Regions from separate parts of the Mus musculus genome. Here all the other regions are linked to region 6. The links are chromatin contacts, called in public HiCAR-type, HiChIP or PLAC-seq and promoter capture Hi-C maps. All regions are on one chromosome and are shown on one strand. The core of a region is the stretch at or near the end of the contact, and the rest is flanking DNA. Distances in the headings are between cores, read along the strand shown. Region 1 holds the start of Trim21 (tripartite motif-containing 21). Region 2 has its middle 7.8 kb from the start of Gm38627. Region 3 holds the start of Rrm1 (ribonucleotide reductase M1). Region 4 holds the start of Mrpl17 (mitochondrial ribosomal protein L17). Region 5 holds the start of Stim1 (stromal interaction molecule 1). Region 6 holds the start of Trim6 (tripartite motif-containing 6). Region 7 holds the start of Rhog (ras homolog family member G).

The links. Promoter capture Hi-C pulls out the DNA fragments that hold promoters and counts their contacts. HiCAR-type assays count read pairs that join an accessible place to other places. HiChIP or PLAC-seq counts read pairs in DNA pulled down with a chosen protein or histone mark.
Region 1: a promoter capture Hi-C map of liver shows a contact between it and region 6, with 4 times the contacts expected there. The contact joins the promoter of Trim21 here to the promoter of Trim6 in region 6. A contact is called at or near these places in 10 of 39 promoter capture datasets (the 3T3-L1 cell line, 3T3-L1-derived adipocytes, the HPC-7 cell line and 7 more), 1 of 484 Hi-C or Micro-C datasets (B cells) and 1 of 115 datasets of contacts at active chromatin or transcription factors (embryonic stem cells).
Region 2: a contact with region 6 is called in a HiCAR-type map of astrocytes, with 9 times the contacts expected there. The contact joins the enhancer-like site here to the promoter of Trim6 in region 6. A contact is called at or near these places in 6 of 39 promoter capture datasets (cranial neural crest, embryonic stem cells, frontonasal cranial neural crest and 3 more), 1 of 15 datasets of contacts at CTCF or cohesin (stem cell-derived epiblast-like cells), 5 of 484 Hi-C or Micro-C datasets (adipose-derived mesenchymal stem cells, beige adipocytes, cerebral cortex and 2 more), 4 of 115 datasets of contacts at active chromatin or transcription factors (astrocytes, embryonic stem cells, epiblast stem cells and 1 more) and 2 of 9 other capture datasets (adipose tissue and liver).
Region 3: an H3K27ac HiChIP or PLAC-seq map of embryonic stem cells shows a contact between it and region 6, with 8 times the contacts expected there. The contact joins the promoter of Rrm1 here to the promoter of Trim6 in region 6. A contact is called at or near these places in 10 of 39 promoter capture datasets (the HPC-7 cell line, cranial neural crest, embryonic stem cells and 3 more) and 6 of 115 datasets of contacts at active chromatin or transcription factors (embryonic stem cells and epiblast stem cells).
Region 4: a promoter capture Hi-C map of embryonic stem cells shows a contact between it and region 6, with 4 times the contacts expected there. The contact joins the promoter of Mrpl17 here to the promoter of Trim6 in region 6. A contact is called at or near these places in 6 of 39 promoter capture datasets (the 3T3-L1 cell line, cranial neural crest, embryonic stem cells and 2 more) and 1 of 9 other capture datasets (adipose tissue).
Region 5: a promoter capture Hi-C map of embryonic stem cells shows a contact between it and region 6, with 4 times the contacts expected there. The contact joins the promoter of Stim1 here to the promoter of Trim6 in region 6. A contact is called at or near these places in 1 of 39 promoter capture datasets (embryonic stem cells), 1 of 484 Hi-C or Micro-C datasets (embryonic stem cells), 3 of 115 datasets of contacts at active chromatin or transcription factors (all in embryonic stem cells) and 1 of 9 other capture datasets (adipose tissue).
Region 7: an H3K27ac HiChIP or PLAC-seq map of embryonic stem cells shows a contact between it and region 6, with 6 times the contacts expected there. The contact joins the promoter of Rhog here to the promoter of Trim6 in region 6. A contact is called at or near these places in 2 of 39 promoter capture datasets (embryonic stem cells and stem cell-derived epiblast-like cells) and 2 of 115 datasets of contacts at active chromatin or transcription factors (both in embryonic stem cells).

What each region holds. Positions count from the first base shown.
Region 1 is chr7:102,564,229-102,566,929 of GRCm38.p6, reverse strand. It overlaps Trim21 (tripartite motif-containing 21), which reads left to right and starts at 1,448. Exons shown (of 8, transcript NM_009277.4): 1 at 1,448-1,541; 2 at 2,590-2,658.
Region 2 is chr7:102,511,930-102,514,629 of GRCm38.p6, reverse strand. It overlaps the pseudogene Gm8556. Among named protein-coding and RNA genes, the nearest start is that of Gm38627, 7.8 kb to the right of the region's middle. Within about 2 kb of position 1,374, at least 106 of the 459 cell types and tissues checked have an H3K27ac peak or open chromatin away from gene starts, as enhancers often do. A contact at or near this core is called in astrocytes, beige adipocytes, cerebral cortex and 3 more, where this site is marked.
Region 3 is chr7:102,440,356-102,443,055 of GRCm38.p6, reverse strand. Rrm1 (ribonucleotide reductase M1) reads right to left here and starts at 1,361. Exons shown (of 19, transcript NM_009103.3): 1 at 1,013-1,361; 2 at 1-69. The coding sequence starts at 1,031.
Region 4 is chr7:105,809,813-105,812,512 of GRCm38.p6, reverse strand. It overlaps Mrpl17 (mitochondrial ribosomal protein L17), which reads left to right and starts at 1,426. Exons shown (of 3, transcript NM_025301.2): 1 at 1,426-1,705; 2 at 1,995-2,063; 3 at 2,369-2,700. The coding sequence starts at 1,532. The coding sequence ends at 2,656.
Region 5 is chr7:102,266,401-102,269,100 of GRCm38.p6, reverse strand. Stim1 (stromal interaction molecule 1) reads right to left here and starts at 1,282. Exons shown (of 12, transcript NM_009287.5): 1 at 548-1,282. The coding sequence starts at 686.
Region 6 is chr7:104,217,490-104,220,189 of GRCm38.p6, reverse strand. It overlaps Trim6 (tripartite motif-containing 6), which reads right to left and starts at 1,395. Exons shown (of 8, transcript NM_001013616.2): 1 at 1,307-1,395.
Region 7 is chr7:102,248,796-102,251,495 of GRCm38.p6, reverse strand. Rhog (ras homolog family member G) reads left to right here and starts at 1,378. Exons shown (of 2, transcript NM_019566.3): 1 at 1,378-1,451.

The sequences.
Region 1 (2,701 bases), core at 199-2,698, 1.7 Mb after region 6:
CCACACCCGTTGGTCCTTTCTTGTTTCCAACTGGTCCTCCTTCTGCTTCCATATTTTTGGGGGCTTCTTAAGTCACTAAATTAGAAATAAGTAGAAGAAGCTTTTCCTGTCCTGGACAAAATGTACTTGCATATCACCAGGGACAACTTGGGTTGCCAATACACACTCAAGTTAGTAGAGAATATGATTAAAACCCAAAGTATAAACATCTCACTTCACCAACACACTAATAATGTGCTAGACAATAATATCAATAGCATTAATTCTTCCCAAATAAAGACTTGGGTCATTTTGTCAGGGAGAGGGAAGTTTGAAATATCAAAGTACTATCTGTGAGTGAAGGGAGTTTGGGTCTTCAGTAGGTGGGGTCTTCAAACAATTACCAAGGTGGGAGCTGAGGCAGCTCTGAGTACAATATGTTAGTAGTCCTGTGTGCACATTATAGAGTATATATCAGCACACCCCTAGGGTGTGCATTAATCTCTCTATCCAGTGTGTAAACTGAAACAGAGCATCCTCTGGTGGTGAATAGCAAAATAGACATTGACTCTACCCTCTGCCTTATTTTGGGACCCAAGTTCTTTGCCTGCAGGAAATAGCAGCAGACCTTCCGTGGTAGAAGCAGAGTCGTTTTCTGATGTTTATAGATGTCTTCGTCCTTTCGGATGCTTGACTCTTTTTCATTCTGCTTTCTAGGACTGTTGTGCTCCAGGAACCAAGCCCCAGTACAACAGCACAATCTAGACAGTAGATGTTGCCTGGCGGCCTTTCACTAAGAGAGATCTCTTAAACAGGACTAGAAATTTCAAATCACAGAATGGTTTTGTTTCCTAAATATAATAAATAGCGAGGAAAATTCCACTGCTGTTTTTAGCGCAAGTTATAATACAATATCAATTGTCCATAAGTCTTAACTCCCTTCACTGGTACAACACATACCTTGACATCATAAAGAATAAATTTCTAGCCCCAAACTATTTGAAAAGAGCAAAATCACACAACAGAGTGGTGGGAAATGGGTATACTTCAAGTACTCTGTACAATTAATATATACTAATAAAAAACAGTGACGGTGGCGGGATCAGTCTTGGGGGAAGCTATCCATCCCTGTAGGAAACAGATGGTGACTCCTCCCTCTCCCATTCAGACCTCTTCTCTCAGAAGCTCCCAGGTAAGAAGAAAAGACCAGTGTCAAAGATCGATATCCTGTAGATTACATTCTGTTAAAGGGGACAAGGGGGCCTTAGAGAGACCCAGGAGGACAGGTACTGAGTTTTTTCCCTGCCTGTGGCCAGGAGTCAGTTTCTTGCACCTCTGACCTCTCTCCTCCCACTCTCTGCCCTGTCTCTGCCCAGTCTCCGCCCAGCCTCCGCCTTCTCTGCCTCTAACCTCCTCTTGCCACTCAACTCCTCACTCCTCCCCTTGCTCCTCCCTCTTCCTGCTAGACCTGCCTCTGAGAGGAAACTGAAAGTGAAATTTGGACTGCAGGCTTGCAAAAGCGAAGCTGGGAGCACATAACTAAAGCTGAGGACCCTGGTTAGGTGAGTGAGACTGGGACCCCTGGCCGGCCTAGGTGGGCTCTTTATCCCCACACCAGATTCAAGGAGCCTCTTCCCATCAGCACCCCACACTCGGGAATTTGCGAACCCACCTGCTGCTTCTTTTCATCAGAGTTGTCTTGTCCTAGCCCTGCAGAGCTGCCCATGCTGGCCTGTGGAAGCTGGGCTCTGAAAGTGACTTTCCTAGTGCCCTGGACTAGCTGAGACGACAGTCCTAGCAAGGGCAGGAGAAGCAGGGTGGTGACCTAGGCCAGAGGGGAGCTCAGGGAAACCCTTACCCCTTGAAGATCCCTGCTTGAGGAGAGTGCTATCCATGTAGAAATTTCTGTGGATTTAAGATACTCCACACCCTAAAGGAAGTTGAGACTAGGTTTGGAGCAGCTTAGAGAAGAGCCCAGGGAGTGCTCCCCAAAAATGTTCACCGGTGAGCACACCTGCATGTTATGTACATAGACATTTATAGAGGGGAACATATGGGCACGCCTACATTGATGCATTTGTGCACAAGTATAGTTTGCATATAAAAACATCAATATATGTGTACATACATATATAAAAACATGCATATACACACATGCAACTCTTATAACTGGGCCATATACTCTTAGACAATGTACTCCGGATAATGAATGACATCTTACATGAACCTGAGTGGGGTCGCTAATGACACACCTAGGCTGCATTGTGTTGCCTATTGCACAACCACCATATGTGCAGCCTGTCATATTTGACAAAATGTCTACTATGATGTATAGCTGCATAAACCTTGACTCCTAATGCCTGACCCCTGTGGTTTCTGCCAAGATTAATGAAGACTAGTATGAGCTAACTCTGGTTGGAATATGGAGGGTCTGTGGTGATATGGTAAATGGTCGTTACTGCCATGACTGACGTCTCTGGGCAGTAGAGGCATAAGATGACAGAAAGGAAATGGGAGACGCCTAGACAGTGAGGGTTAAGCAGGGATGGGTGTGGTGACGGTGGAGCTGTTAGCAGCGTTACCCCCACCAGTTTTCTCTGTCTCTTCTAGAAACTCGGTTTCCCCTTCTGCCTGGCTTGCTCAGTGGGTGAGGCCGGAGGAGAGGCTCCTGTCATTCAGGTTGGTGCTTTTGCCTTCTGCCTTTCCCTCCTGTGTCATCGCT
Region 2 (2,700 bases), core at 125-2,624, 1.7 Mb after region 6:
CAGTTGGAACTGTAAGCCTGCAAACCCTCAGGCCAGATTGTACCCAGGAAGGAAAGCACCTCCACTGTGCCCATGAGCAATGGGAAATTAGCAAGCATTATTCTACCCCACCTCCAGATCAATAAAGGCTTACTGCCCTTGATCTGTGAGCAGCCTGATACCTGCCTCCAGTAAACTGAAGTCAGGCAACTGGAGCTGGTGGCTCAGGAAAGGAGCCTTGCCCAGCTCCACAATAAATGCCTGAGTCTCACTTCTACTGTTCCCACAGACCAGTAACTTCCTCTTTTTCTGCAAACTCAGAATAGGGCGCTCACCAGGCATTTAATCTGCCAGCACCCGAGTCTTGAAATACTCAGCCTCCAAAACTGTGAGAGATGAATGATAGTGAGCCACTGGGTTTGTCGTGGCCAGCAGAGCAGACGAGGTGCTATCCTCAGACAGACATTATCCCTCCCCAACCCAGTCTGACAGAAGCACAGACATTGAAATCCCTGCGTGGTGGACTTCAGGTCTGAGATTAGCTTGTAGCACTATTGCTTTCTAGTCCGAAGGGACAAAGACACCGAACTGGGGGGAGAGGGACAGCTCTGCGGTAGATCCACACCCTGCACTGTAGAGAACAGAAAGACACAGGAAGCACTACCCTATGAGTGTTGATCCTAGCAAGTGAGTTCCAGAGAATTTAGCCCCTTTTCAGAGTCATGGCCATCCCAAGTAGGCCTGGGTTCTCTGATGGGGCTAACAATGCCAAATACAGGTTTAAAGACTGGAGGAGGGAAGGGGGGAGAAGGGGTGTAGAGGTTGGGCTTTTGTTTCTTGTTGATTTGGTTGTTGTTTTGTCAGCGGTGGGGGTCGTTTAGTTGGTTGGTTTTGGTTTGGTTTTGCTTGTTTATTGATGCCAGATCTCCTGTATCCCAGGCTAGTATCAAACTTGCTGTGTAGTCAGGGTTGACTTTGAACTTCTGATCTACCTCCACCTCTGCATTGCAAGCACGTGCCTCCACACCCTAATATGTGATCTTTTGACATCCTAATTTTAATTTTCCCTTGGTAAGGAGAAGAGAAAGATTAACTGGATTTAAGCTAGAACACAGCTGAGCATTGAGAAACACAGCCTGCTGCCAAGTAATAAATAAAGCTGAAAAAGTGAGGTGCCCGGGCATGTTCACCCAACATCAGCTTTCCCTACTGCTCCATCAGCCCCCGCCTGGTTCCAAGTTTATCGAGTTTATTTTAAAAGCTTAGAGAGAAGAATCGGGAACGATGTTTGGTCGTGGAGGAAACTGAGCGCACGGGTGTCTTCCAGTTTCGCGCTCACCCTACAGGCTCGTTCCGTGGACTCGGGCGCCCCCACGCGGCGGCACGCACAAGCCTCGGGCGCCCGGGTCCTGGTGACAGAGCCACCAGGCACCGCGCTCCCAGCTCACAGCCTTCGGCCGCCCTCAACCCCGCCGCTTCCCACGGGCCTCGTCAGAGCATGGGGACTTAATGTTTACGAGATCGCCAGGCTCCCGCGGGCCGCTGTGGCGACAGCCAGCCCGCGGCGCTAACGAGCCCCAGCGGAGCGCCGCGGAGGCCCGGCTTTGGCAACCTGGCGCAAGCCTGCCGTGGCCGCCTGCAAGCAAGCTCCCAGTGCCACCCACGGAAGCCGAGGTCGCCACAGCCACACCAACGAGTGGCCAGGGAGACCGAATCTAGGGTTTCCGGTGTTTTGCTGGCCCGATCTCCAGATCCACCCCTCCCGGTCCATTCAAAAGCCTTGACCACTGAACCCTAGACCCTGGCCCAGTAATCTCTCCCCAGTGACCAGTGGTCAGGCGGAAAAAGGAGAGAGAGTAATCATTATATCTCATCCTGGGGTGTGTTCAACTTATTCTCCAAACTGACAGCGCTGGGGGTCACCTACTAACTTCTGGGCAAGAGCCACACATCAGAATGAGGATCAATCATGACTTGTCCCCAGAAGAGAGTGAAAGGCTCACATTTACAGTCTGTGTGCCAGGAACTGTGAAACTACTTACATTAATTTCCTCAGTCCTAACAACACTGCGATAGGCCCTGTTGTACATACACAGTTGTTCGCATTTCAGAGAAGGAAACTGAGACCTAAGCCCACATGGTGACCCTGAGACCCAGAGACCGATTGAGGCAAAACAAAAGCTCTCCGAGCTTGGCTCGGTTAAAGACCATCCTCCACTACGTAATCAGTTACAGTAGAGGCTAGCCTGGGCTATGTGAGACCCTGCCTCAATTTTTTTTAAGGTGAAGAGAGCCTTGCATTTTTCCTAAGTATCTTCCAGGACACACACACACACACACACACACACACACACATATACGCACGCACGCACGCACGCACGCACTACACAGGAAAAAGCTCCATGGCCCTGCAAGTTGAGAACCACTTACTTAAGCTACCCTCCTCAGCTTTGGGGAGTAGTAGCTGACAATTTCTTTTAATCAGTTGGAGTCTTTCCGAGGGGGACAGATGTTTCTCTTGGTTTAAGTCTGGGTTTTGATGCTTACCATAGCAGAACTTCCTCTTTCAACATACACTAGCATCCTGTGGCACTGTCTGACGGAGTATACTTTGGGATACGTCTCAAATGTTCATAATGACAACATTTTCTGGCCATTTTCCTGTGCACTAAGCACCATCGCATGTGCCAATCTACCCCTTAAAACTCCCTGGATAACTTG
Region 3 (2,700 bases), core at 112-2,611, 1.8 Mb after region 6:
TGAGTCCATAACAGAGTTTCTGGATTCGTGATGTAATTTTGTCAAACATAACTCGCTCTTGGCGGCCATCTAAATAATCAAATCACAGTTAGCATTAGCAGTTATTAAGCGGGCAATACCAAAGAATCAAGTATATTCAGCTTTTAAAACTGTTTAAAACAATTAAGAGATTGTCTTTGGGGTCTGCAGAGACTGCTCAGTGGTTAATCATGTCTACTCGGATTAAGTCTTTGTCTATTTGGGTTAAAAGTCTTTGTCTATCGACCTATGATAGAGGAGGCAGCCCTCTGTGAGTTTGAGGCTAGACTGATCTACACAGAGTAAGTTCCAGGCCAGTCAGAGAAACCCTGTCCCAAGAACAAACAATGTAAAAAAAAAAAAAAAAAAAAAAACCTCCCCACAAAAATGCAGAGGCAGGAGAGATGATACTACACTCCCACCTCAGAAGAGACCAGAAAAATGACAGATGTTCAAAAAATGTGGTGTCCTGCCTTTTCTTTTTTTCCTTATTTCCTCCTACACCAGATCATCGACTCCGCGGTTCTTTTGTCTGTTATTTTGTTTAAGAAATGAGGAAAGACAGGCACAGGGCTATTATGAGCTATGGGTTTCAATTCTAACCTCACCAACTACTAGCTGGGGTGGAATGGGGGTGTTGGGGTGCTTTTTCGTGTCTTTGCAACCTCTTCTAAAAAAATGGAGCCAAAAGCAGCTACCTCTGAGGATGGCGGCAAGGAATAACAGTGCTCGGGAACAATCTCAGACAGGGTTGGAGGGAGTCTGGAAGGGAGCACAAAGTCAAAGTCAAAGGGAACACACAAAGGTCAAGAGAATGGGGACAGACTGAGCAGACACAGGCCCAGCTGACAGACAGGGCGGGAAGCGCGGCGGGAAGCGCGGGAAGCGGCGAGGCGCCGCGGGTCGGGCGGGTCGGGCGGGCCGGCGATAGTGACCGCTGGGCTCTCCGCAGCCGGGTCCCCTCTCCTCCTCCCCATCCCCACGGACCCCTCACCTCGCTTGATCACATGCATCGCCGCTAGAAGCTGAAGTGCTGAGAGGTTCGAGACCAGTTAGCAGCTCCGAGGCGAAGAAGGGACAGAGACGACTGTCAGATGTGAAGGGTTGGACTCCGAGAGGCTGCTCGGACGGAGGGATGGAAGCTGCGCGATAGACAGCACTTTCCTCACCAGAGCAGACTAACCGAATTACGAACTCCTTCCCGCTCCCGCCACCCGTGACGTGCAGAGCAACGCGACGGACGGAATTCGAATGACGTTCTTGACGTTTCAACGCCGGGAGTTGAATGGGCGGAAACTGAGCAGTAGACAGACAGCACACGAGTCCCTTGGCCGCCATATTGAGTGTGGGCAAAGCCCGGGAGACTGCGCTCCTTTCCACCACATTGGGTGAAAGCGGACCTGGCGGGAACGAGTTCTCCTGCCGCCATATTGGGTGTGGGCAAGCAAATCTCCCGAGTATTTTTATTTCATAACAAAAAAGTAACCAACCAGATATCCAGAACACCTTTTTCCTTTTTCCTTCTTCCTCCTCCCTTCCCCCTTCCCTACCCCTCTGACTTTTTTTTTTTTTTTTTTGCTATTTTACATTATGGACATTATGGAAACACCAAGATTTTGTTCTGGTTTGCACTAAAGCCTACAACCCGCAAATAAGAAGCAGATAGGAAGCCCGGGGCTCGTAGGTCTACACTCCTCAGTTAAAGAGTGGGGCTAGACCAAAGGTGTTTGAATTTCAGCCTTACAGAAATAGGGGTACTGTGAAACTCTTATGAAGGCCCACAGTCCATTTGCTTTTACAGTTTTGTGGATGGTAGTAGAGATAGGATCAGCAATAAGATAGTCGTCGCCACATTAATACGTGAAAACAGCCAGACATTATGCAGAGACCAAGACATCTGCGAATACTCAGTCCTAAGGGACTTCTCCATCAAATCCCTCCCCAAATGACTCAGGGGGCCCCATAGAAAAGGAGGAAGAAAGAGTGTAAGAACCTAGGGGGATGGAGGACACCGAAGAATCAAGGCCCTCTATGCTCTTATAAACTCTTGAGACTAAGGCAGCATGCCCAGGGCCTGCCTGCCTTCCAGTTTACTAGTGTTTTTTATGGGATTTTATAGTGTTCGCCTGAGTGTGCGAACAAGTGTATCTCTGATTCTTGTTCCTTCTCATGCATTCTGTCCTTCTGTTGGTTCTGTTCAACACTGATGTGCTAGTTTTCTTTCTTTTTTTTTTTTTCTTTTTTCTTTTCTTCCCTTGGAAGCCTGTTTGTTTTCTAACGAGAGACAAAACGGGGCAGGACCCAGATGGGGAGGAACTGGAAGGAGAGAAGGGAAAACATAATCAGGATATGTTATGTGAGGCGAAAAAAAAAATCCATTTTCAATAAAATGGGGGGAAAGGCTAGGTGAAAAAAAGAAAGAATAGTTAAAGTCGTACTTTAAACCTATTCAAGACAAGTATAAAAACTAATTTCGGTCATAAAACTGATCTTCATAAAATAATGTATGTGGCATTCTTTCGCTAAAACCTATCATTTGCTTCTTACACCCTCCAGAAGGGGTCCATCTCCACCCACAACTGACACATCATAGGAAATCCTACATGAAGCTAGAGGACCAGGGCTATCCAGGGGGAAAATATGATATGGAAACACAATTGATATTCAGATGTTAGGGGAATA
Region 4 (2,700 bases), core at 177-2,676, 1.6 Mb before region 6:
TCATTTTAAATAAGCCCTAATATGATCATCATTTTGTTAAATACTAGAGCTAGACTATATTTTCACCCAATTCCTCCCAGAAAACTGTTTTCAAAGAGCCATAAGGATGCTGAGCAATGGAAGGGAACACACACACACACAAACACACAGAACTTTTTTTTTAAGAAAAAGTATTCATCCACCCAGAGACCTAGGGAAGAACCAAACTGTAGTGCCGAAAATAAATAAAAAAAATTCAATGAGATGGTTCCTAGTGATATTCTGCTAGATTCATAGATTGGTGCCTAACTCAGTCGTCATCAGAGAGGCTGCCTCTTGCAGCTGATGGGAGATGTAGAGGCCCACTGACAAACATTAAGAGGAGAAAGAACCTGGGTTGGAGGCCTACATAAGGTCCCGCCCCTTGGAGCTCGGGAAACCCAGCAGAAGACAAGGAAGAATAATTGTGGGAGCCAGAGGGGTCGAACACAGGTGAGGACAGCCTGTAGAATCAACTGAGCAGGGCTTATGGAAGCTCAAAGAAGGGGCAATCATGGAGCCCTCAAGGTTCTGCCCTAGGTTGTCTGCAAATGTGTTATAGTTTGTTGGCTTGGTTTTTTGGGAGGACTCCTAATAGTGGGAGATGGGATGTCTCTGACTTTTTTGCCTGCTCTTGGGACTCTTTTCCTCCTAGTGAGTTTCCTTGTCCACACTTGATGTTAGGGTTTGTGCCTGGTTTTTGTTTTTTTGTTGGTTGTTGTTGTTGTTTGTTTGTTTTTTGCCCCACCCCCTTGTGCCTGGTTTTATTGTGCTTTGGTTGATGTCCCTAGGAGGTCTGCTCTTTTCTAGGGGGAGAAAGGGGAGAAAGGAGAGTGGGGGCTGGGAGGAGTGATGGGAGAGGAGGCTGCAGTCTGGGTATATTGTATGAGAAAAGAATAATTTTTTTTTTTTAAATGTCAGGTATTTGTCCATTACTTTAGCTTTTAGTGCTAACTTAGGTTTTTATTTATGTCAATAAAAGAACATAATACCTGCAGCTTTCCTGGACATAATTTATCTCACTATCACTAATAAAGACTGGGTTTAAACTGGCATCGTCACAAAACCAGCCAGGACTGCAACTCCTCAGGCAAGAGCGCCACATTCCACCACAGGCCCACCCCTCTGACGCAGTTCTCCTCAGGTACTCACTTTCCCGGCATGCTCCGCCCGGAAGGCGCCTCCTCCAAGAACGCCCCAGCCAGCCGACGCAGTGCAAGAGAAACCCGGCAGGGGGCGCCGAGATCCCAGTTCGCCACAGAGCACCGCAGACCTTGAGGCCCGCCCAGCTCGTCGCTCCAGAAACGTCAACACGTCGGGCCGCCCTCCCTCAGACTGCCAGCTAGGCAGGCTCTGATGCGCACGCGCAAACGCGGTAGCCACGCGCCGAGTTACTGCGCATGCGTCCTCTGAGACGTGCCTCCGCCCCTCTGCTCCCCCTCTCCCCGCGCGCGCACACACAGCTCGGAGTTTCCCTTTCCGGGCCCCCGAGAGGAGGGGCTGAGGTGAGAGCATGAGGTTGTCGCTGGCTGCCGCTATCTCCCACGGCCGCGTCTACCGCCGCCTGGGCCTGGGTCCGGAGTCCCGCATCCATCTGCTGCGGAACTTGCTCACGGGCCTAGTTCGCCACGAACGCATCGAGGCGACATGGGCACGCGCGGACGAGATGAGGGGCTACGCGGAGAAGGTGAGAGCCAAGCTATTCACCGCCGGGTCCAGCCTCAGACCGCCGCTCTGGCCGTGTGTGGGGAGTAGGGCCACGCTGGGAGAACTTTCCACGGTAGCGAATTCCCGTGTGGCACTCAGCTGAACGCGTCACTCCTGCGCAGCAAATGGAAGGCTGGTTGGGGCTCCGAAGGAAGGAGCGCCCAGAATTAGCTTAGCTGGTGGGATGGTTGGATGAAGGTAAGACAGAAGAGTAAGGTGGGCGCCTCGGTTCTTGACTCGTCTTGCATCCATGTGTTTTGTCCTCACAGCTCATCGATTATGGAAAGCTGGGCGACACCAACGAACGAGCCATGCGTATGGCTGACTTCTGGCTCACAGTGAGTGCTCCCTACCTGCTAGTGAGGAAGGAATCCTTAGAGAACCGGGTACCTGGCAGATTGAAGGCAGGGCATTCTTTTATGTACCAGACTTGCGAACTACCTTAGACACGTATTTCTCTTATTTGACTTGGGTAAAATGAGCATCCGCATAACTTCCTGTAAGTGTTTCTGTGTAACTTGGTACCTGAATGGGTGGTGGGAAAGCCTGTGAAGATGGTTTTGAACCCTACCTCTGGGAATAATCTATAGTTAAATGCCTCTACAGTTGTGACTATTTTTTCTGATTAACTCTCCCCATCTAGGAGAAGGACTTGATCCCAAAGCTGTTTAAAGTGCTAGCGCCTCGGTTCCAAGGTCAGAATGGGAACTACACAAGAATGCTACAGATCCCGAATCGGAAGGAGCAAGATCGGGCCAAGATGGCGGTGATAGAATATAAAGGGAACTACCTCCCTCCCCTGCCTCTGCCTCACAGAGACAGCAACCTTACTCTCCTAAACCAGCTGCTCCTGGGACTGCAGCAGGACCTGCACCATAACCAGGACGCAAGCCTCCACAGCTCCTGTACAGTTCAAACACCAAAGACTTAACTGGAGCTGGAGAGTGGTGCATAGGTGTGGTGCCCGTGTTCGTG
Region 5 (2,700 bases), core at 33-2,532, 2.0 Mb after region 6:
GGACTTGCTTTGATATTTCACATGGGCACAAGCAAAAGACAGATTTCCTAAGGGAAAGGAGGGACTACGGTGGTTCTCACGGTGGTTAGAACAGAAAGGCACACCTGAACACCAAGCTGTAGAAAAACAGACCCAGCCCTGCCCTGATCTTCCCTGCCCATCCCGAGTGGCCTCAACCCACCATTGCCACACACCCCCTTATACCTCAAGTGATAAAACTGGCTAAAAGGAATTTTAACATCTGAGAAGGCTACTCTTCCAGACAAGAAGTCCTGAATGGGGCCTCAACCTTACTGATCTAAAAAGTCAAGGTGTCCCCATGAGGCTTCTCACTACCTTCCGGAGGAGGGATAAGGAAAGTTGCTCTGGGGAAATACTAACATTAGGCATGACTACTACACGAAAGAACTTCTTGGACTACTGAGACTACACAGTGTTATGGTGTATCTCACATGTGCGGAGATTCCAACGTGCCCACTTCGGGCCACTCAGTCTTGAGTCAATCAAGCCCCCAGCCCAGTCCAGCCCGCCGCAAGGCCTTCTTTACCTGCTTCGGTAGACTCTTCAGAAGTCGCCCCGGAGCTAGCTCCTGTATTCTTTTCACTGTGACTATGGCTGAGACTCTGGCCCTGATGCAGAAGGAGCCCCCAAAGAAGCCACAGGGCAAGACGGGCGCACACATCCATGACGGTAGGTCTCAGTCAACATGCGCCTGCTGTAGACACCTTTGGATCCCAGAAGCAAATCCCAGAGTCAGGGAGTGCAGCCGACGGTTCCAAAGCAAGATGCCCTCGCGGCGCCGCAGCTGTCCAGCCACCTGCGGGCTTACCTCCTCCGATAAGCGAAGGTCAAGTGCCCCAAGTTTGGACGCAGAAGGATCGGAGTCTCCGGTCCAACTGTAGGTCCGCCGGGGCTGCGGCGGCGGCCTGAGCTCTATCTGCTTCCGGAGAGTTTGAGCAGGGTGGCTGCGGGGCCGCTGTCAGCTCCGCAGCCTGCTGCACCCCTGCGGGAGGAGGCGGGCAGAATCTCCCGCCCGCACTGAGGTGGGGGAGGGAGAGAAGAGAGGAGAGAAGGGGGGCACCTGACCTCGCCCCGAGAAACAGCGGTGAGCCTCAGCAGCTAGGGCTTCGGCGTGCGACCTACAGGCCCCAGCAGACACGGATGTCTCCGGGATCCTAAGACTCCTAGGCCGAGGTCAGCGCCCCCGCCGGGTCCGGTACCTCTGCGGCTCCTGGTGCCCCGGTGCAGCAGGCGGACGCGCACGGGCCAGGCCCGGGACAGCGGCTCCCGGGAGGGCGGGAGGGCGGGAGGGCGGCACGGGGCGGGCCCGAAGTGGGCGGGGGCGTGCTCTACCGCCGGCCCGCCCCGCGCCGCCCGGCCCCCAGCGAAGCCCGGGCCCGCCCCAGAGCCGGCTTATCCCGGAATAACCTGTTGGAGAGCGCCCGCCAGAGCCCCCCGCAACTGGCGGGGTCTCTTGGGGACCCTGCCTGCGCTGGTGGTCGTCAGGACCGCGGCCCCGCGACAAGGATGGGGCCTCGGCCTCTGCCGTGCGCACCCCAGCCTCCAGCTCTAACGCCCGCCCGCAGGCGGGCCCCTGACACGCAGTTGCTCAGGTAACTCAGGCCTGCGGCGGCGGTGACAGCTACTGCCCTGTCCGGATCTCCGGGCCGCAGCGCTGCTCTCCGGACTCCACTGTAAAGTCAGGTTGGACAGAAACTCCGCACTAGGATGACAAACCTGGAGCCGCCTGGGGTGACTATGGTCCTGCTAGGTTTGGCCAAGGGGCGCGCTCCCAGCCCCCAACTCCCGACTCCCAGGCTCCGCCCTTTCGACGCGCCTCGCAGCCAATCGGCTTCCGCCTCTCAATAACCCGCGCCTCCGGTCTCCCGTACGCAGCGGTCCCTGGTGGCCACATCTAAGTACTGCAAAAGGACTAGTTCCTAGGTGGCCCTGACCCTTTCTAGAGGGTTACTGAAGGGAAGGGAAGCCCCTAGTCAAGCCCTTTAGAGGCTACAAGTGTTTAAAGAAGAAATTGTTCCAAAAAGCAGAATGAAATGCCCATCCCACTGTAGGTAAAACGTCACCTGTACGTAGCCTAACAGGTCTATCTGCTTTCCTAACACCCTGCCCGTCCCTGATCTACATCCTATGCCCTTGTGTAGCTCTTGCAACCCACCTCTCAGGCCCCACCCTCTTGAGGTTTGTGGGGTAAAGCCCGTGATGGTTCCTCCCATCTCATTCTCCTATCTCTCTGATTCCGTTAGAGGAGATGGTAGCGACTTGAGAATAAGTGCCCCAAAAACAGAGAACCCCGCCCAGGCTTCCTTTAGCAAAGCCTATACTTCCTGTTCTCTTCTCAAGCGTACTGTCAGCAGATCTTTACCGAAACCTCCGTGCCCTACCCCTGTCCTTGGCACCGGAGGCAGGAGACTGGATTAGGCCCAGTCCCTCTTCTGACAGTGATAAACCAGCTCCTGTTATGAGTGAGCCCTTTGAAGACCAGAACACGGATTTGCCCAACAGCTGCCTGGCTTAAGGGTTAGGCTGTTGATATAAAAATACATGTCAGACGTCATCTACTATCACTCTCTCCACTCTGTTAATCTCCCATCACACTGGCCTTTTTTTTTTTTCTTGTGGTGTGTGTGTGTACACTTTTACAATATCAAACCCAGAACCTCAGACACGATAAACAAGCAC
Region 6 (2,700 bases), core at 146-2,645:
AGAGTTTGCCCATAATAACCTTGTTTGAGAATTTGCCATGCCCGGTGGTTTGCTGTTTTTCGACCTCTGCCCCAGTAAACGTTCACCAAAACTCTAGAATCCACCCATTGTATTGCTCTGTCCACGCTACATATTAAAAAAATGTTAAGGAGACGGCTCAGTGGGTAAGAGCACTGACTGCTCTTCCGAAGGTCCTGAGTTCAAACCCCAGCAAGCACATGGTGGCTCACAACCACCAGTAATGAGATCTGATGCCCTCTTCTGGTGTGTCTGAAGACAGCTACATTGTACTTATGTATAATAATAAATAAATTTTTTTTTTTAATGTTAAAGCTCAGAGGCTAAATAAACAGACTGGGGACATACGGCATCCAATTTTCAGGTCCTGTACTGAAACACACGCAACATAACTAGCTGTAACACCTATTTTTCTCAAATGACTGATAAAATAAATGTCCCTTTGCTGTGTCGGTAGCTCAGGCCTGTAATCGTAACACCAGAGAAGAGGGTTGGAATCAAGAAGATGGTTAGCGATAGGGTAGCTTGGGTTATAGAAGGATATATCTGAAAAAAAATTGAGTTTACATACATACTTTTAGAATACATAAATTCAATGCTCCCTATCTCAGCCAAGTTATTCACAATAAATCACCTCACTGTCTCGGCCTGCCTCCGTCAGAAGTGACTCAGCAGAGTAACGGGGCGGTAGGCACCCCCAGAGAAGGTCCGCAGATGAAGAGTACCCGGTAGGCAAACTTCTCCAGAGCACGTCCGGAAGCCTAATTCCGAGGGCCAGAAATCCTGGCTGGGGTCTGTTCCTAACTCCGCCCAGCTTGCCTCGGCTTCCTCTGGAGAGGCCCTAGGGCTCCTAGCTCCGACTGGTTGCAGCCGGTGTAGACCGGGTCGGGGCAGGTAGAGTAGCTCATCTCCCAACTCTTCCTGGAAGAAGCCGGGCCTGCTTGGGAGGGGGTTGGGGGTTGGGGGGAATAAACCTACTTCCTGGAGCTGGGGGAGGAGATGTTGACCTCTGAATCCACTCGGGACTCCGAACGGGAATCTCCCAGAGCAGTGTGCCTTTGCCTCCAAAATCCAGGTTCAACGCCCGTTTCCCGCTTAGGGCTATAGGAATACTGCCTATTCCTAGCCGCGAACATGCCTCTCCAATGCTTCCCAAACTCAAGGAAACTCAAAGAGGCAGTCCCGCAACTCTTCTTGCACGCGTGAGCCCCAACACAAATAGTAAGGCAGCACAGACTCTACACACCAGTGGGACAGCAACGACTGGTCAGAAAATGGGTTTGCTCACCAATCTGGAATCCGTGCCTGGATCAGTGCCGAGGACTTGCAGCCAAGGAGACGGCTCCTTCCAGTACTAAAGCCGGACTCCAGGAAAAAGGGGCGGGCCTGGCGGAGGAGGCGGGGCTGACCCCTGTGCTGGCTGGGACCAAACCCCGGGTCAGAAATGCGAAGATGCCCTAGACAAGTCTATGGAACAGTCTTTAAGAACATCATCATTAGAGACTTAGGCTTTCTACCGTATGCAAGTGTTTAATACACCTGTTCTCACTATCAATATATTGAAATGTCTAAAGAATAAAAGGTCTAGCCATACAATTAAAAGGTGACTGCATTTGATGGATTACAAAAATCTGCCAACTTTAAATTACCTGTGTGTATCTCTAATTTTAACGCATGGAACCAAAAGACTACTTTTATACTGAAGTACTTATACATTTACATATGCAAACTGAACTGGACTGGAACTGGACTGTAAGGGTTTTGGGTTTTTTGTTTGTTTGTTTGTTTTTAAGATTTATTTATTTATTTTATGTATATAAGTACACTGTTGCTGTCTTCAGACACATCAGAAAAGGGCATCGAATTCCTATTACAGATGGTTGTGAGCCACCATGTGATTGCTGGGAATTGAACTGAACTACTCAGGAAAAGCAGTCGGTGCTCTTAACCACTGAGCCACCTCTCTAACCCCTAGACTGTAAGTTATTAAAGGCAGGGCTACTGTGAAAAGAAAAGAATGCCAAACTTCCTGGTTTGGGAGACTGACAACCCAACTGATCTCAGAAGATGGGGGGAGGGGGAAAGACTTTGGGGAGGAGCTGGGGGTGGAGTAGGAAGTGGCTCAGCAGTAAATTGTTTGCCTTACCTGCATGAGCCTGTGAACTGGGCTGACTCACAATTGTAATTCAGCATTAGGAGACTGAGGCAGGAGGATTACTCATAAATTTAAACCAGCCTGGGCTACAGAGTGTTTTTGCCTCGAAAAACTTAAAACACAAAATGAAAAGTCAAGTCAGGAATAGATGTTTGGAGTGAGGATGGGAAAACATGGTGCAAGCATTCCTTTTTTTTTTTTTTTTTTTTTCTGGTTTTTCAAGACAGGGTTTCTCTGTAGCCCTGGCTGTCCTGGAACTCACTTTGTAGACCAGCCTGGCCTCAAACTCAGAAATCCGCCTGCCTCTGCCTCCCAAGTGCTAGGATTAAAGGTGTGTGCCACCACGCCTGGCTGGTGCAAGCATTCTTAAGAATCATAGAAAAACAGAGCAGAGAAGATGGGACGCTCAATGTCTAACATACAAGGGTAAGGTTTATTTGGTTTTGAGACAGGGTGATGTGACATGCATATTTCTCCCAGGCTGATTTCAAACTTGCTGTGTAGCTGAGAATGGTCCAGATTCTGCT
Region 7 (2,700 bases), core at 129-2,628, 2.0 Mb after region 6:
CTCACTTAAGGACCCTGTTATTTTTGGGACTCACAAACCTCTTCCCATTAAATACCAAACACTAGTTCTGCCCTCCCAAATTTCCCCTAGCCCCTCCAATTTATTCTCTTCCCATTGGGAGGAATTTGCCTAAGGGCCAAAGAAGAAGTAAGGGGTCCACAAACTGCCTGTGCGATGAGAACAGGCTTCTGGAATCTGAGAACACTCGTTTAGTCAGTCACTGACCAGCCTGAGTTTGATTGTCCTAACTTGACTTTCTATACAGTACCACAGCACGGATACCTATTCTGTAATCTTCACATCCTCTGGGTGGAGAAATTTTTTTTGTTGATTTTACCAAAACAAAACAAAACAAAAAACTGATACTTGGAAACATTAAACTACCTGTCAGACCTGATCCACTTTATTTGGAGGTCCTCTGTAAGACGGGGTGTTTATCTTGTGTTGTTTTCACTGTACCTTGCGGAGCTCTGCACGTGGTAGAGCACCCAGAAAGTTGTTAAAAGAATCAAGACTGTGGATTCTCCAGGAAAACTGCGCCCAAGGCCTGGGTTAGAAGCACCAGAGGGCGCCCTCGAGGCCGTCCACTCGCCGGTCTCCAGGGCCCAAGCCGGACCTCAGGCCTGGGCGCGGTCCTACCGCTCCAAACAGCCGCGCGCCAGGGCGAGATCAGGGAACAAGAAGAGCCCCACGTCTTCCCACGCCCCGCCCCCTCCCCAGGGCCCCGCGGAGCTGCGAGGTGCGGAACCACGACACGACATCCTGTTTTGGGGGCCCGCGCGGCTCCGCCTGCATCTCTGCTGATCACGTCTTTTCCCGGGGTGCTGACGGCAGCTGCCCTCCCCCCACCTCTGTCTCCCCACCCTCCCCAGGGGTCTGGGACCTTCCCACTGCTGAATCACCACCACCCAGCATTCTCCCAAGGCTCAGGGCAGGGGTGGGGACTGCCCCAGCCTGACCCATTCCGGCTAACCCCTAGCCAGCCGCGGCTACCTCTAGATTCCCGGGCTGAGCGGAAGGCATTTCTCAGCCTTCCCGCGGAGGCTGCGGGGCGGGGAGTGAGATACTAGGAAGAGAACAAATGCCCAGCGCCTAGCTTAGGGCCCCTGCTGGGGGGTGGGGGGGAGATGCCAAGTGAAAGCGGGGAGACCTGACCTTGAGAGGCCAGACTCAAGGGGTCTCAGGGCTCACGGGGCGAAGAGTGGAGAGAAGCAGGGTGTGCGGGACTGTGCGGAGGGCAAAGCTTGCAGAAAACCCGAGGCTGGAGGGTGGGGGAGGCCTCCGACTTCCTAGTCCGCCCCGCCCCGGCCGGCCCGCCCCCGCGCCCCGCCCCGGCCCTGCCGGCCCGGCCCCCACCCCCCCACTTCCTCCGGCCTCCAGTTCTCACTTCCTTCTTGAGCCCAGAGCCGCCGCCGCCGCCCCCAGCTCCCCCGCCGCGGGGAGGGCACCAGGTGAGGCCCGGGTCGAGCCCGTCGGGCAGGGGTCCTGGGAAGAGGAGTTCAAGCTGGCCCGGACTGGGTACCCGGGAGCCGGGAAGTTTGCAGGAGGGAGGCCGAGGGCGGGAGGTTTTCGTTCACTGCAAGTTGGGCGGGCGCGGCAGGCCGGGCGGGGACAGCGGCCACCGCGACCCGATCGCTGGTGGCCGGGTTGAGGGTGGGATCCGAGGGACAGCGCGAGCTCCTGCTGTCCGCGAGGGACCACTGAGATCCGAACCGTGAGAGGCTCGGAAGTGGGAAAGCGCTGAGCTGTGAGGCTGGGACTCTGCGGTGGGGTGCCCTCAGAAGTTGTGGGGCTGTTCAGTAGTGTGTGAAAGGAAAGGGCCTCTGGGCTGCAGAAGGCGCGCTCTCTGCTCTGCAGTTGTGACATTTGTGAGGCTGGGGTTGGGGGTGGGGGGCGGTGTCTGAGGCCTCTGAAGTCTCACCCGGGAAGGTCGGAGCCAGTCCATAGCTGCTACACTGTTGCTGCTGAGGACTCGGTGGGGGAATCCCCATTCCCTCTCTGTATTTTTCTGAGCCAACCTCTTTATTCCTGTCCCATACAACAGCGGGTATTTAGTGAACACGTCTGTTGTGTCTATCAGACTCAATCTGGCCTTTTTTATTTTGAGGATAAACTGAGGAAGGAAAGGGCCACTATACCGATAGTCACTGACAACTTCCATGACTTTGAGAGGCAGCTGGAGTACTGGCTTTCGGTAATGATTGAGAGCTCTTAACGTCTTCTCCCTCACCTGAACTCCCCATACTGTCTTCCACATTCGCCATAGTGTCGACCACATTCGCCTCCTTCCGGCTCTTCCCCCAACCACATAGATGTACCCAGGCCCTGATCTCGCATTTACCCTGCCCTGCCTGTTGTTCAGCCTCTGACTACCACACACATATCTCCCCATTTTGTTTCTATCTTCCCTGCCGCCCTCAGTCCGTCTCCTTCCCTTGGTCTGTAATCTAGCTTTGGTGTCAGAAACTGCTTTAAACTTGCTGAGTTTGAGAGCCTTTTTCAAACGTCTTTAGCTTAGAGATGCTGGCTGCAACCTCCCGATGATGGAGATGATTAAACATGTGCACACGCCCGTGAACATGCAAGTTTTGGTGTTCTTTATCTCTTAGAGACAAAATAACTGCCCTCAGCCTTGAGAAGGCCCAGAGCAGAAGCCGGCAGAATGAAGGGAACCTGCGGTGGGTGACACTGTGGTTAGGC